Regions from separate parts of the Mus musculus genome. Here all the other regions are linked to region 2. Evidence: chromatin contacts called from public HiChIP or PLAC-seq, Micro-C and promoter capture Hi-C data. All regions are on one chromosome and are shown on one strand. The core of a region is the stretch at or near the end of the contact, and the rest is flanking DNA. Distances in the headings are between cores, read along the strand shown. Region 1 holds the start of Asgr2 (asialoglycoprotein receptor 2). Region 2 holds the start of Pfn1 (profilin 1). Region 3 holds the start of Nlgn2 (neuroligin 2). Region 4 has its middle 3.1 kb from the start of Gm32946.

Region 1 (3,603 bases), core at 853-3,352, 560 kb after region 2:
GACAGCCTGAAAGCCTGAAACCAAGACAGTTAGGGCATAAGGAGTCAGATCCTACACCACTTTCCTGCATCCCAGGAAACTAAATACTCACCAGAATACAAAAGCACCCAGCACCCAGCACCCAGCACCCAGCAACACAGAACTCACAGTGCTCAGTGTCCAATTGTTGGTCACAAGACACAATAGAGTAGGAAAACACAAGTCAAACTAGGGAGATGAATAGACTGAGAAAACAGACAGGGGGTTCAGTGATTCAATTCTTGCCTGTATGTGCAAGGCCCTGGGTTCCAATGGCAGTATCACAAATAAATAAGCAATAAATGAACCTATCAAAATGAGATCCCAGGATCTTTCGAACAGGACTCAGAAGTGACACTGATGCTAGCACAGGCAGGATGCTGACACAGATGCTGTGACTGGACCACACACAGGTAAAACATTAGCAATGTGACAGAGATGTAAGTCCCACGTTGCCTGGGCGTGGTAACGCGCAGCTGTGATCCCAACACTCCTGAGGCTAAAATAGGGAGGCTACTTGAGATTCCAAGGCTATAGGGTGAGTTCCAGGAAGCCTGAGCTACAAAGTGAGAAACCCTGTCTTAAAATAACAACAAAAGAAGTCCCAAGTTTCTTCTGAGATGAAACTACATCATCTGGAACACACTGGGTAGCCTGCCCAGGGCAGGATCTCTCTTACCCTAAAACCTTTTTGCAATTATGTGGGGCCTGTGTTCAAAATGTGCAAGAAGATTCAGGCAGGATACAAATGGAAATCACCCAGGATCTCTGTGCTCATTCACACACTCAGCTCATCGCCTTAACACAGTCTGTGGCTCTGCATTCATCCTAGATACAGACATGTACATACATGCACGCACATGCACACATGTACACGCATATATACACATGCACAGTGCAGTCTCGGGGGAGGCTCATCCTCTCAGATACCCCCTCACTTCTAAGCATACACACTTTTCTTGGGACCCTGCACTCAGAGGTATCAGCAGCTCACATGTAGGTCACTGTGTTGGCTAGTTTTATGTCAACTTGACACAAGCTAGTGTCATCAGAGAGGAGGAGGCCTCAAGTTAGGAAATGCCTCCATAGTATTTGGCTGTAACCAAGCCTGTAGGGCATTTTCTTATGAGGTGATTAGTGGGGAAAGGCCCAGCCCATTGTGGGTGGTGCTCTCTCTGGGCTAGTGGTCCTGGGTTCTATAATAAAACAGGCTGAGCCAGCTATGAGGAGCAAGCCAGTAAGCAGCACCCCTCCATAACCTCTGTATCAGCTCCTGCCCCCAGGATCCTGCCCTGTGTGAGTTCCTGTCCTGGATCCCTTTGATGATGAACTTCGATGATGACGAAGCATAAGGCAAATAAGCCCTTTCCTCTTCAAGTCACTTTGCTCATCGCAGCAGTAATAACCCTGAGTAGGACAGACTCGGGAGCACACTGGTCACTGAGTCAGGATGAGAGAGTCCTCACAGAAAAAGAGAGAGGAACTGGCAGCTGAGGCAAGGATCCCAGAGAGGCCCCAGAAACTGGACACTTGCCTTTCCAGTGTGGATTTTCTATCCTAGGATCCTGCACATGAGAGCCATGTTCATCATCGCCACTGAGCTGATGGTCATTCTCCTCAGAGTCCAGCTGCTGGATGTCTTGACAGTCCTTCTCCATGATGGCCCTAAGGGCTGGAGACAGATCTGAGACTGAGCTGAGATTTCCTTAGAGATGGAACTTGGGTTTGTGCTAAGACTGGAATCCCTGTGGAAGGACCGAGGGGACGTGGGTAGCTGACAGGGAAAGACTTGAAATACTGCAGGCTCCTTCCTTCCCAAGAGGTGACCTGGCTCTGCAGCCTTCCTTCCATATTCTCATGGACCAGACTATATGCTCTCATCCCTCCACCCAGAGTCCCTGAACCCAGTACCACCTGCCTCCCACTACCTCAGTTACCTGTTAAAGGTATAGAGAGCTGACTCTGGCTTTCGGAGACAGCCTGAGCCCAAAGAGAAAGAGGGGCTAAACCTGGGAGACGGGACAGGTGGTGCTAGTGGAGCTAGGTGAGAGGGAGGAGGGGCCAATCTAGGCAAGAGCTGGGTCCCTGTGCCTGAATGTCCATCTAACCAGTCACCTCCTGCCCCTGGGACTTTGGACAGTAAATAGAAACAGAAACGCAGTTGGAACTCAGGCAGTGAGCAGTGGGGGTGGGGGACATGTTTCTGTTCTCATAACCAGAGAAGGGAGACAGGAGGTCTCCTTGTATGTGCGGTATCCTTGTATGTACACACGTGCACATGTGCACACATGCGCGCGCACACACACACACACAAACACACATCATCTCTCCCTTCATTGCACAATGTCAGAAGGGGAGCAGGGGTGCAGGTGTGGAGGGGCCAGGATCCAGTCTGCTGTTTCCTCTCTATCCCTCCCTCCCTCCCCTGTTTCAGTTCCTGCCTCTTTTATTTTCCAGAACTGTTGATTTCTTCAAATATCTCTGACCAGGAGTAGAGTGACCTAGAGATCAGTTCCCTGTTCTTGCCCAATCTGAGCCTGTGACCCTGGCAACCAGCCACAGCCACAGCTTCCTATACGCTCAGCACCAGGCTCCCGCACTCCAGCGCACTCCAGCCCCACTCAGTCACACTCCTTCAGTCCTCCCCCAGACCCTCCTCATCCCCCAACCCACACACACACCGCTTTATGTTCTCTCCAAAGAAAGAAAGACTATCAAAACAAACAAGCCAAAGACCAATAAGACCAAAAAAAAAAAAAACCCATAAAAACAACAACAATAACAAACACCACAATGACGTTTCTTTTGAGTTGACAAATTACTCCTGGTCCTGGAGTATGGTGGGTATACCCCATGATGCTCCATTGTAGAAAACTGATTTTCTTTTGCCAATGGATTTGAACCACAAATAGTTTCTTGGTTAGGACTGGGACCCATAGTCCACTCCCTCCTTTTAATGGGGAGGGGTCTGATGAAGAGATCCCACTTAGGACCAAGGGAGCACTCCAAGCCTGTCACTCTCTGAACATTGCTCAGCTGTGGCTCTCTACCTCCACACTTCAGTGCAGAAGTTCTTCAAAATATGGAAGTCATAACCCCAGCACCACACTCAGTCCAGGGACACAAACACCCCTCTTCATGCCCTGCGAGTGCTACACAGGATCTACAAAGGCTGGGAAGATGACTCGGTGGGTAAAGGGCTCTTTCACAAGCATGAGGTCTTGCGTTTGTAACCCAGCTCCTGTATATGAACCAGGCACAGCAGCACACACCTATATTGCCAGCACACTGCAGAAGGGACAGAGAAGGGCAGATCCGTGGGACCAGTGTGGCCAAACAATAAACTGGGTTCAGAGAGACTCTGCCAAAAAAAAAAAAAAAAAAAGGAAGGAAGGAAGGAAGGAAGAAAGAAAGAAAGAAAGAAAGAAAGAAAGAAAGAAAGAAAGAAAGAAAAAGAAAGTAGAGAGTAATAGAGAAAAATACTAAAAATCAACCTCCTGCCTCCACACACACTGGCACTGATGCACATACTCTGCACAAATGTATGCCCATGAGTGCTCACGCGTGCACGCACACACACACACA
Region 2 (3,588 bases), core at 544-3,043:
TCAAAGAATGGTGTTATATCACGAATGGAAAAAACAAAACAAAACCATGAATGGACGTGAAAAGGGGATGACCCTTTGTAAGCTCTTGGACGCCTGTGGCCACTCTGTCCATCCATTTGCAGCACCGCAGGAAGTGAATCTCTGCACTCGGTAACTCTCTCCGCCTTAGCAGGTCTAGGGGTCTAGGGCTAGTGTGGGGTCTGCTCCGCGTTTTGTGGGAGCCTGGCGGGCCGGCTGGTTTCCCAGGGCGCCTCATCTTTTCACTCGCCGGCGCTGGAGCTGGTGACTCACGCGGCGGCCGGCTCTCGAGCGCTCCTCCCCGTCGGCCCTCCCCACGGGGTCGCCCTCCTTGCCTCCACCCTAGGGTCCCCACCTGTCGTGGCGTCCCTGTCCCGCCCCTCCTCTCTTATCTCCTGCCGCTCCCTGCGGGATTTTTCCACCCCCGGGCAGGAGGCGCGCAGATCAGAGGTCAAGGGATGGCGGGCGCAGGCCGCCACGTGCCCCAGCGCGGCCCCGCCCGTGACTCAGCCACGCGGCTGTCGAAGAACCTCGGCTGGGGGGCGTGGGGAGCCAGAATTTGGGGATGAACGTCAGGGAACCCAACCCGGCTCCAAAAGGCAGCGAACCAAGTACTTCCACTGGGAGAGGCTGCACACCCTGGCGCCCCTCCTCCGAGGGACCGGAAGCGGCCGAGCCCCTCGGAGGCCAGGGTCCCGGGTGACTCCTTTACTCCCTCCAGCCTCAGTGGCCTGCCATTCGCCCCTAGACCTGCTCGGCGGCGAGTGAGCTGACCGCACATAAATACTTAGCAAAAGTTTTTCTGGAAAAGAAGAAAGCCCCAGTGCGTCCAAAGTAGAGGGGACTTTCCTCTTCTTATAAAAGTTGTCATCCTTGGTACTTTAGTATTCTTCCGCCTTGAAAAATGAGTCCCGTCGTGTCACCCGGGTGGCGCCCCTATTCAGTGACCTCTGTAGACAGGGTTCAGGCATGGGGCGAGGCTGAGCTGGAGCGGATCCAGCGAAGGGAATGATTCCTCGGGAATCTAGGGACGCGCTCGAATGAACCCAACGTGTGCGCTGTACATGGCAGACGGTTGGGACAGGTGCCCTGGTTGGAGAGACCTTTAGTACTGAAAATGACTAGAGTATTATATCGATTTCACTTTTGCTCCCTTATCGTTTAGATAAATGTGGAGAAGGCAGCAGGGCCCAACCCGGGGCGTCTGCCCGTCCCGACTGCTGGGGACGCGTCTTCCCTCCTCGGATGGTCCAAATGTGTCCCGCCAGGCGCGCGCTCACGCAGCCAAGCCGCTAGCCCCAACCGCCCCACGCGCTGGCTTCTCACTGCCCCGGCGCAGGCGCGGGCGCACGCGCCGCCGCCCGCCGTTCCTTCCCTCCCGCGGAGGTGGGGGTTGGGGGGTGGAGGAATGATTCGGTTTAACCCTGGGTTCCCCGAACCCACTTCAACTTGCTCAACCTTACTAATTTTCTTTTTTTTTTTTTTTTCTTTTTCTTTCCCTGCTTCCTCTGGCTTCCTCCTTCTATAGCCAAGTGGTATTCAGGATGAATCGGAGCGAGCCCTAACCTTAACCTCTCCTGCCACCACCACTCTATATAGCCTTTGGCGTGGCTTTCCATCGAACTCGGCAAATTTTGCAAAGTGGGGGGAGGGTTTTTTAAAAATTGCATTTGCAAAAGTTCGCTATCTGGCCCGGCGGGGGGGGGGGGAGGATGGAGGGAGGGAATGGGGCGCAGGCCCCGCCCCGCCGCCCTTTGCAAATAAAAATCTAGAGGGGGGGGGGAGGAGCAGGAAGTGGCGGTGCGAGGGCTGCTGCACAGCTAACAGAGCCGCGTTCCGGACGGCAGCGCGTGCCCCGAGCTCTCTGCCTTCCCCCGCCCGCCAGCCCGAGCCCGAGCCCGCGATCCCAGCAACAGCCCGCAGAGCAGCCCCAGCAGCAGCGCCATGGCCGGGTGGAACGCCTACATCGACAGCCTTATGGCGGACGGGACCTGTCAGGACGCGGCCATCGTAGGCTACAAGGACTCGCCCTCCGTCTGGGCCGCCGTCCCCGGGAAGACCTTCGTTAGCATTACGGTACTGCGAGGCTCGTGCGGTCCCGAGCAGTGACCGGCCTTAGACCCTCTGGGGGACTGGGGTGGGGGCGGGCGCAGGCGAGCGAGGGCAGCGGGAGGCCGTGATCCGGTCCTCTCCCATCGGCGGGGCGAATGGCGGCTGCGTGAGACTGGCTCCCTCTGTGGTTCCCCGGGCTCTACGCCCCTCGGCGGCGGCGCCCATCTCGCCCGCCGCCCCGCTTTCTGCGACCGGGCGTTACATCCGGGGCCCAGGGCGGGGAGGGGCGCGGCGGCCGGTGCGGCGGCCCACTTCCGCCTCCTCCAGGGCGGGGCGGGCACGCGCTGCAGTTTTAGCCCGGGATTATGATTGATAAGGGGCTCCGGAGCCTGGACTCCCCTTCGGGCCGAATGCTCGCTCTCCCTCCACCATTGTTCCCCCTGACGCTGATGGGAGCGCCAGGCGCGTGGCCTTGGGCCCGGGCCGGACCTCGGTAGCCACCCTGCCCCTCCCAGCTCCGTTAGAGAGGGCGAGGCCGCCACACACACACACACCCCCCAAGTCGGCACGTTAGCCTCAACATTCCTGGGAGGCCGATTCCGGAAGTCCCCTCGCCCTCCCTTCCCGCCATCCGCCCGGGCCCGGCGTAGGGGAACTTTGTGAGAAGTTCTGAGACGGTAAAAGTGAAGGAATAAGGTTGCTGCTGTCCCTACCACCACCTTCCCTGACCACACTGCCCGGAAGTGGGGAGGGGGAGCGGAAGTTCGAATGGGGGGAGGGGATTTCCGGGCGGGAGGGTACCGGATATAGGGGTTTGGGGGTTTAAGGGGGAGAAGGAGAAAGGTTCTCTGGGATGTCTAGACTCACACACAGACTAGTCTCCTGCCCTAATAAACTTTTTGAACTTAATTAGAGAGCCCCCGGGGTCAGCTTCCTTATCTTGGGGCATAGCTACCTGGACCCAAACTCCAGGTTACCCGGAGACCCAGGCGTCCGGGCTCCTAACAACGCCTGCAGAACCTTTGACCAAATAAGGACAAAGTTACTTCTCCTCCCTTCCTACCCCCTCCCTTCCCCTCTTTGCTTCTGCTTTTCCTGAAGGGCTGTTCTGAGCATCCAAAGGCTCCCCCTCGATCATTGATCGATTTCTGGTACCCAGCATTTGCTTTCCCTATTAAGCATGAACATCTAAGACTTCAGAGGAATACTTTTTCCTCCTTGACCCATTTACCAGACTTTAGGACCATGATCGGTCTCTGCAATACCCACAGTACTGGGTTTTCCCCCCAACTTTTGGTGGTGTGGATGAAGCACCCTCAACTCCAGCTCCACAGTACATAAGAGGACAAGTTATGCAGGTGCACTAACTTAATGAGGTGATTAATTCTTTTAGCCAGCTGAGGTTGGTGTCCTGGTAGGCAAAGACCGGTCAAGTTTTTTCGTCAATGGGCTGACACTTGGGGGCCAGAAATGTTCTGTGATCCGGGACTCACTGCTGCAAGACGGGGAATTTACAAT
Region 3 (3,665 bases), core at 899-3,398, 820 kb after region 2:
CTTCAGATGCACCAGAAGAGAGCGTCAGATCTCATAACGGATGGTTGTGAGCCACCATGTAGTTGCTGGGATTTGAACTCAGGATCAGCAGTCGGCGCTCTTAACCACTGAGCCATCTCTCCAGCCCCTCATGTGCTCTTTAGGTAAGAGGCTCCATTAGTTCAAGCGCTCTTTATGAGCCCTACACACAATTACAACACCTTGTAAAGATTGGAATTCCAGAACCAGAGGATCTTTGTAGTTAGAAATGCAAATTCAAAGGTAGACTCTCTGCCCTCCCTTGCTCAATGTTAGATGAATAAAGACACCAAAGTTCTTTATATGCCTTTTTCTTTTAATTTCTTTTCTGCTTCAACATTGGCTCCTTCCCTCTGCGCCCAATTACCCAGAAAGGCCAGGACTGGGCGCTTAAACAAGAGACTTCAAAAAGCCAAGGCAAGCCAGCCCAAGATTAGCAGGCTCCCTCCCACAGGCCCCAGAGTCTGGATGCTGGTGTCTCCACTCAGAGCCTGGTAGTAGAAGCTGGTGCAGAATAAGGTAGTTCCAGAAGCTAACAGTAATCCTGCCTGGAAGAGGCAGAGAACAGAATACAGAATTTTAAGAACAAAGCAACATGAGGGAGTAAATGAGGTTTGATTTAAATTAGGCAAGGGAATTGGTTACCCAGACAGGTTTTCTGCAAGAGGGTACCCCTAACAGGGCCAGGCTGTGCAAAAAGTGGTGTTTGTTGGCCTTGTCAAAGAGCTGTAAGAAAAAGAGAAGAGAGAGATTTTCTAAGCAACATAGGACCGAAGTCCATTAACACTGTCACCTCTGACGGCTCAGTTTGCTGCTCCCCCAGGTCTTCAAGCCACAGGCCTGCAGTCCTTGCAGTAGAGACCTACACTTGACTGCCTTCCCATTCATCTCCCCACCCCCTCCCAGTTTAAGGACACCCAAACATCGCGCCAAGTCCAGGAGTCCCAGAACTGTTACTTCACCTCCTTCCCGTAGGCATCCGGAAACTGAGCGCCTGTAGAGAGATGCAAAACCAATCAGAACTGTATTGGCTTAGACCCTCTCAAACCCCAGGGGCACCTAAGTAGACACTGCATCCCTGGAAGCTTCTGACTGGTGGAAACAGATGTAGTACTGAGACGCTTTTGGACCTAAAGACAAACTTGAAGGTTCGGGGTTCCAAGGGATCTCTATTCCATAAAAGACAAGACACTTCCTATAGGTCCCTCCCCGCACCAGATCCCAAAGATTGCCCCCAGCCCAGCTGCATCCCACGTCCCCTGACCGTGTGCCCCGTAGGAGGCCAAACCCAAGGCCCCAGCTCCGGACAAGGCACCTAGGCGGCGGAAAGCAGCCCCTACCCCGGCCATAGCTGTGGGTGGTCACGCGCGGAACCAACACCGCCCTGACCACCCAACAAGCCAGCCAATCCCGATTGCCCATGCAAATAAGGTCCAAAAATGCCCAATCAGGGCTATGTTCATTTCAGAGCCCCGGTTCCCTTACAGACGCCTTTGTAAAACTTCTGTTGAATGGAGAAGATGTCTGGCGGGCGGAGAAACTAGAACCAATTAGGAGCGGAGGAGCGGAGCAGTGGGAGGCGGGGTTGAGGGTGGGACTAGAGGATTTGCGTCACGGATTGGCCCACTTTCCAAGTTGATCGCCTCTTCGACACCCCAACCCCACACCTCCAGCTAATTTGCAAAGATATCGGTCCCCCACAAAGTTCCACCCCTTTTTCTACAGGCTCCTCCTGTTCTGCTTCAAACCAGACCCACTCCTCAAAAGGGGCGGCCCCACGGATTTCTAAGCTCCACCTATTGCCATCAAACCCCTCCCATCCCACGATGGCTCCGCCTCTGTGCCTAGAGGCCCCGCCTTCTTCGTGTGATGCCCTGCCCTCTATAGTTCAGCTGTTCTCCCCCTTGCTAGACCCGGAGAGCCCAGAGGGTGGGAGATCCGGGGGGGCGGGGGGAGAGATGTCTTCACCCTGCTCTAGTTCGCTACGTCCATCCGTCCGTCTGTCCACTCCCACCCCTTTCACTGTCTTCAATCCCCCCCCACACTCCAGAGGGCGGGTGGGCAGGCGGGTGCAAGCGAGGGGTGTGCGCCGCTCTCTCGGCAGGGGGCGGGGGAGGCGGCCGCGCGGTGACGCGCGGGGCTGCTGCGGCTGCTCCGCCGGCGGATCATCACTCTCGAGCTGGGATGGACGCGGGGCGGGCGGGCCCTGGCGCGCAGAGCCAGGAGTCCGGGCCTCCTGGCTACTGAGCATTTCCCAAAGCCTCCCCTAGCCCTTGCCTTCCTTCCTAGGAGCCGCACCGACCTCTGCCTCGAGGCTCGGGACTCGGCCCCCGCCCTCTTCTGACTCCCCGGATCTCCCTCCCGCCCGCCCTCGGGATCGACTAGATCCCTCCCCCTCCCCGAGGATTCCGGCTGGATCCCTGCCCCTGCACCGCGGATTCTGCGCTCCGGGGCTCCGGGCCCCTAGGGATTGCCGTGGACTCCTCCTCCAGCACCCGATCCCTTAGGATCTGTCGCCTGAACCGCCTCCTGGTCCCTCGAAGCCATCCCAGAGAACCAGTGGATCTCCAATCTAGTCCTGTCCCATTGCTCCCTCCTGGCTCAGCCTTTCCCACTGCGGGGTTCCCTGTTCTTGAGCTCTCTCTGACCCTATACCCTAGCTTTCCTTTTCCTGGGGATCGACTGGATTCCGGCCCCGCCCCCCGGGGCTGGGGCGATCCCCCTCCCCCGCCGGGTGAGGCGCTGCAGGCGGGGGCTGGGCCTGCGGGGCCGCGGGGGCTCAGAGGCCGCCGCCCCCCTTCTGAAACCCGTCCGCCCCCCGCTCGGAGCCCTGGATGGAGGCACCACGGCCCCAGGGCTGATCCAGGTAGGAGCTAAGCCATGCTGGGTGGAGGGGGCTGCGCGGCGGTCCATTGGGGTCTTCCTCTTCCCATATTCCTCCCTGCGCCTGGTTTCCCTCAGCCTGCTCTGTCTGCGTGTCTCCGCCTAAGGATGCTCTCGCCGTGTCTCTGCGTCTTGGTCTCTTTGTCTCTGCCTCTCTCCAGTCCATGAATGATCCTTTGAATGGGCCCACAGACCCCGTGTGTTCCCATCTCCCCCTCCCCCTCCTTCTCCCCTTCCCGGCCAAGCCATTTTCCCCACTGCAGGAAGGGGGGGGGGCTGCGGCCTGAGCCCCCGTCCCTCAACTCTCCCCGGTTGGGGGAGTCGGGCCTGGGCTGGAATGGAAGAGCAAGGCAGAGGGATCGGGAGGAGGGGGGAGCAAGATGTGGCAGACAGAGATGAAGAGAGAAAATGGGGGAGAGAGTAATAGAAAAAAGGAGAGAGAGAGAGAGCACTTGAGGGAGAAAATCAGAGAAGGTATTTGGAGGAGAGAGCGATGAGAAACACCAAGGAGACAGAAATGAGAAAAGACTGAGGGGTGAGAGACTGAAGGCAAGAGCTGGAGCAAGCCAGTTAAGGCCAAGGAAAGATGCTCCAAGGGACCCTGTTCGGAGGAGAAAGATGGGGGGGGGGGGGCTCTAGTGGGAGGGGAAGAGAGAAAAGCTAGTTAGAGGAGAGGAGGCAAGGGGCCCAAAGTACCTTAAGGGAAAGGGGTGACTGAGGCAGGACATGATGGGAGAAGAGGGAAGAGATAGCAAGGCCCAGCC
Region 4 (3,324 bases), core at 158-2,657, 580 kb after region 2:
GGCAAACACATGAAGGACTGTTTTTCTGAAGCAGACACAGGGGAAAGGATGTTTTTCATCCTTTGCACATGAAAGGATGCGTGATGAAGGATGCTTCACTAATGACAGGCATGTATTGGTTCACCTTACATGGCAATGATGAGCTCTGCTTGCCATGAATCCATAGAGAGAAACACACCAAAAACCTCTGGTGGTGTGCTGGCGGCTTCTTGCCACTTCCCCGGACTCGGGTCGATTGGCAGAGTGATGTCAGCCGGTCCAGACTCACGTGGAGTTTTGTTAAGACAGACTCACATGCTGAGGCAAGACATGTGATGAGGCAAGATCCATGGAGGACACATGATGTTTGGAGAGAGTATAAATAGGACTCGACGGAGAGTGATGGGGGCTTGCACAGCTAGCTTTGCAATGCTTGTAGTATCTTCACAGATCTTCACTTTGTTGAGAGAGACACAGCAAAGAACTCCTGGTGTCCCTGCTGACTCATGCTGAGTCAGCGGAGGCCTGGCTATATCTGCTAGGTCATGCCACAGCTGCTGATTTGTGTTTGCTATTCCAACACTCCTGAACTGACTGACTGTATATCTGTGAAGTGTTTTCGAGTGTATCTAGCTGCCGATGTTGACCTGTGAACTGGACTGTTGATTTTCTAAACAGGTTGACTTCCCCGTATCCTAATAACCTCTCTTTCCCACTGCCTCTGCTGGGCGGTAGCCTAGAAGGGAGGATAAAGTGTTTAAGAACCCATATTAAAAGTAGTCTCTGAAAAATAAAAACAATGGTGGTAGTAATACGTTCTCTTCTCAGCTCTATGACCTTGCTAGTTCCGGGAAGCTAGTTCCAGTACGAGGCATGGTTGCCCTCTGTCGAGTGAATGTCAACTCCACCAACATGCAAATGCCACTTATTGCATTTTTATATATATCTCACCCATGTGCCAACTGTTGTGGGTCACAGGTTTGCAGCTGGGTAGTGTTGTGGATTTGGTCTAACTCTTGTATTGTGTTTATTGGGTGCCCAAAATTACATGGGAATCTGCACATAAGATAGTGAGGGACCCTGCCCCCAATTGGTTTTGATTGGTAAATAAAGTTGCCGGTGGCCACTGGCTGGGCAGGGAGACAGAAGGAGGACTTTAGAATTCCCAGGCAAGGGACCGAGGGAGGAGGGAGAGAGCCATCACTCTGGGAAAGGAGCAAAGACAAGGCCTAAGAGGTGCAGAAGAAAGAGCATAACCATCACGTAAGAGTTGGGGATCGTGGCCCAGGAGCACGGCAGGTCTGGGTCCGGGACAGCCAAGATGGAAAATAGGTCTTAGTAAGTAATAAGTCAGGAATACCAGCGGCGGGGAGACTGTTAGCCACATGGAGATTAGGAAGTGGCCCAGCCTACACTCAGGATAGCAGCGCCACCGTGTGGTACAGCTCCAGTTTCAGGTGCCCTTAAGCAACATTTCGCAATACTATTTATGCCTCTTTCCTAAATACTAAAGTGAAATGTTAGACCGTTAGTTCTTACAGCTTCTTTTTAAAAATCCATAATTAAACTCCTAAGACTAAGTTGACCACTTACACACACACACACACACCCCACCCCCAGCTCCTTTCAATAGTGGTCACTCTTAGAGTGACCAGGGAAAACTGCTTGCGGTGAGGTCAAGGAGGCGTGGCCTCAGAAGATACCAGTTTTCTGGTTCCAATCCAGATATGCTGAACCAGATCCAGAGCCAGGACGACTGTGTTCTAAGTTCACTGGCCAAAGGCCGGCCGTCTTGGGTCTTACCTATCTCTAACAGTTCACATCCTTTCTTGCCGTTGAGTGAGAACTGCAGGGTTGGAGGTAAACAAGAGCACCTACCCAGAGCTCTGCTCCGGGGTGGGGTCTTCCCACGCAGAACAAAATCCCACTCCCCGGGCATCACTGCCACGCACTGAGTGGGTAGTAGAATCTCCTGCAGTAGTTTCTCTCAGCGTCTCACCCCAGGTGTATCTTCTCAGCCAGCTCCTTTAACCAACTGCCTCTGTGGATCCTCAACACTCAAGTCTGCTACAAGCATCTCTTCAACCTAGTAGAAGATGAAGCTTCTGGCATGCATGTTTTTGACGCAGCCTGCAACAGACTTTGCGGTGCTCTGATTGGCCAAAGAGCATATTTGAGAACCACCAGCTGAGACTGCGCTCCTGTCCTTTGTGGGGAGATGGGGTCCATTGCTGCGGATGGAGAGGAAGGATCCCAGCACCAAAATCATTCAGTCTTTTCATCCTGCTCCTTGCCTGCCTGCAAAGCCCAGTAAAGTGTAGTGAAAGTTCGTCTGCAGCCGCAGCCTGGCAGGCACGAAGGGGATTGGGAGTGGGAGTGAGGTGTCTGGGAGGCTACAGGAGCCTGCTGTAAACCCAGTGGTCCCTGGACTGGGAGTCTGGCTAAATGTGATCCATGCTTCCACCGGATTCCAGCATCCCATCCGCCCTAGAGGGTGGAGGTGGGGGTCTATCTCACCCACCAAGCCTGCCTGTAACTCCTGCTAGCAATAGCTTTTGTTCTTAGCTTTTAAAGATAAAACGCGGTGCTGGGTTTCAGGAAATTAAGCTTGTGTGTGTGTGTGTGTGTGTGTGTGTGTGTGTGTGTGTGTGTGTGTGTAGCCAAACTGACATTTAATATCCTCCCTAGATGAAGTCAGCAGGTAACCTGGCAAAAGGTCCTTATTCTGACAAAAGCTGGTCTGAGGCTGTCCTGCCTCATAGGCCCGTGTACAGAGCTGATGACTAAACACACTTCTCTAGACAAGCAACAACTTCAACAAAGAAATCAAAATCCCAGCCAGGTTTTGTAATGCATGCCTTTAATCCCAGCACTAGTGAGCCAGAGGCAGGTAGATGTTGTGAGTTTGAAGCCAGTCAGGACAGAGAAACCCTGTGGGGTTTATTTTGTTTTGCTTTTGTTCATTTGTTTCTTTGTTTGGGCAAGGTATCCCTGTATGGCCCAGGTTGTCTAGAACTCCTCAGTCCTACCTCAGCCACAGCCTCAGCCTCAGCCTCAGCCTCAGCCTCAGCCTCAGCCTCAGCCTCAGCCTCCAGGGCTAGAATGATAGGCATGTGCCATCATGACCAGCCCCATCTTTTGGAGATGTGTTGTCATTAGGACATGTCCAGGACTGGAGAGAAGGCTCAGCAGGTAGGACAGGTAGGAGTGCTTGCTGCTCTTGGAGAGGACCAGGCTCCCAGTAGCCAGGTGGGAGTTCGGGGTAAGAACTTACAACCGCTGTGAGTCCAGTCCTATCGAATCCTCTTCTGGCTTGGGGAAATCTACACTAACTGCGCACATCCA

Evidence for each region. Promoter capture Hi-C pulls out the DNA fragments that hold promoters and counts their contacts. Hi-C and Micro-C count contacts between places; a contact is called where the count stands out from the background. HiChIP or PLAC-seq counts read pairs in DNA pulled down with a chosen protein or histone mark.
Region 1: an H3K27ac HiChIP or PLAC-seq map of microglia shows a contact between it and region 2, with 7 times the contacts expected there. The contact joins the promoter of Asgr2 here to the promoter of Pfn1 in region 2. A contact is called at or near these places in 1 of 39 promoter capture datasets (neural stem cells), 2 of 115 datasets of contacts at active chromatin or transcription factors (bone marrow-derived macrophages and microglia) and 1 of 9 other capture datasets (macrophages).
Region 3: a Micro-C map of embryonic stem cells shows a contact between it and region 2, with 4 times the contacts expected there. The contact joins the promoter of Nlgn2 here to the promoter of Pfn1 in region 2. A contact is called at or near these places in 3 of 39 promoter capture datasets (the C10 cell line and liver), 2 of 484 Hi-C or Micro-C datasets (CD4 T cells and embryonic stem cells), 1 of 115 datasets of contacts at active chromatin or transcription factors (extraembryonic endoderm stem cells) and 1 of 9 other capture datasets (adipose tissue).
Region 4: a promoter capture Hi-C map of liver shows a contact between it and region 2, with 2.7 times the contacts expected there. The contact joins the enhancer-like site here to the promoter of Pfn1 in region 2. A contact is called at or near these places in 3 of 39 promoter capture datasets (hippocampal neurons and liver) and 3 of 115 datasets of contacts at active chromatin or transcription factors (embryonic forebrain, embryonic hindbrain and pancreatic cancer cells).

What each region holds. Positions count from the first base shown.
Region 1 is chr11:70,091,143-70,094,745 of GRCm38.p6, reverse strand. Asgr2 (asialoglycoprotein receptor 2) reads right to left here and starts at 2,102. Exons shown (of 9, transcript NM_007493.3): 1 at 1,956-2,102; 2 at 1,553-1,690. The coding sequence starts at 1,676. Gm32946 (a long non-coding RNA gene) reads right to left here. Exons shown (of 4, transcript XR_879978.1): 4 at 3,481-3,603.
Region 2 is chr11:70,652,855-70,656,442 of GRCm38.p6, reverse strand. It overlaps Pfn1 (profilin 1), which reads left to right and starts at 1,793. Exons shown (of 3, transcript NM_011072.4): 1 at 1,793-2,094; 2 at 3,464-3,588. The coding sequence starts at 1,963. It also overlaps a transcript of Eno3 not described here.
Region 3 is chr11:69,836,267-69,839,931 of GRCm38.p6, reverse strand. It overlaps Nlgn2 (neuroligin 2), which reads left to right and starts at 2,148. Exons shown (of 8, transcript NM_001364137.1): 1 at 2,148-2,884. Tmem256 (transmembrane protein 256) reads right to left here and starts at 1,407. Exons shown (of 4, transcript NM_026982.1): 1 at 1,283-1,407; 2 at 981-1,012; 3 at 664-744; 4 at 374-566. The coding sequence starts at 1,367. The coding sequence ends at 423.
Region 4 is chr11:70,072,939-70,076,262 of GRCm38.p6, reverse strand. No RefSeq gene overlaps it. Among named protein-coding and RNA genes, the nearest start is that of Gm32946, 3.1 kb to the left of the region's middle. Within about 2 kb of position 1,407, at least 39 of the 459 cell types and tissues checked have an H3K27ac peak or open chromatin away from gene starts, as enhancers often do. A contact at or near this core is called in liver and pancreatic cancer cells, where this site is marked.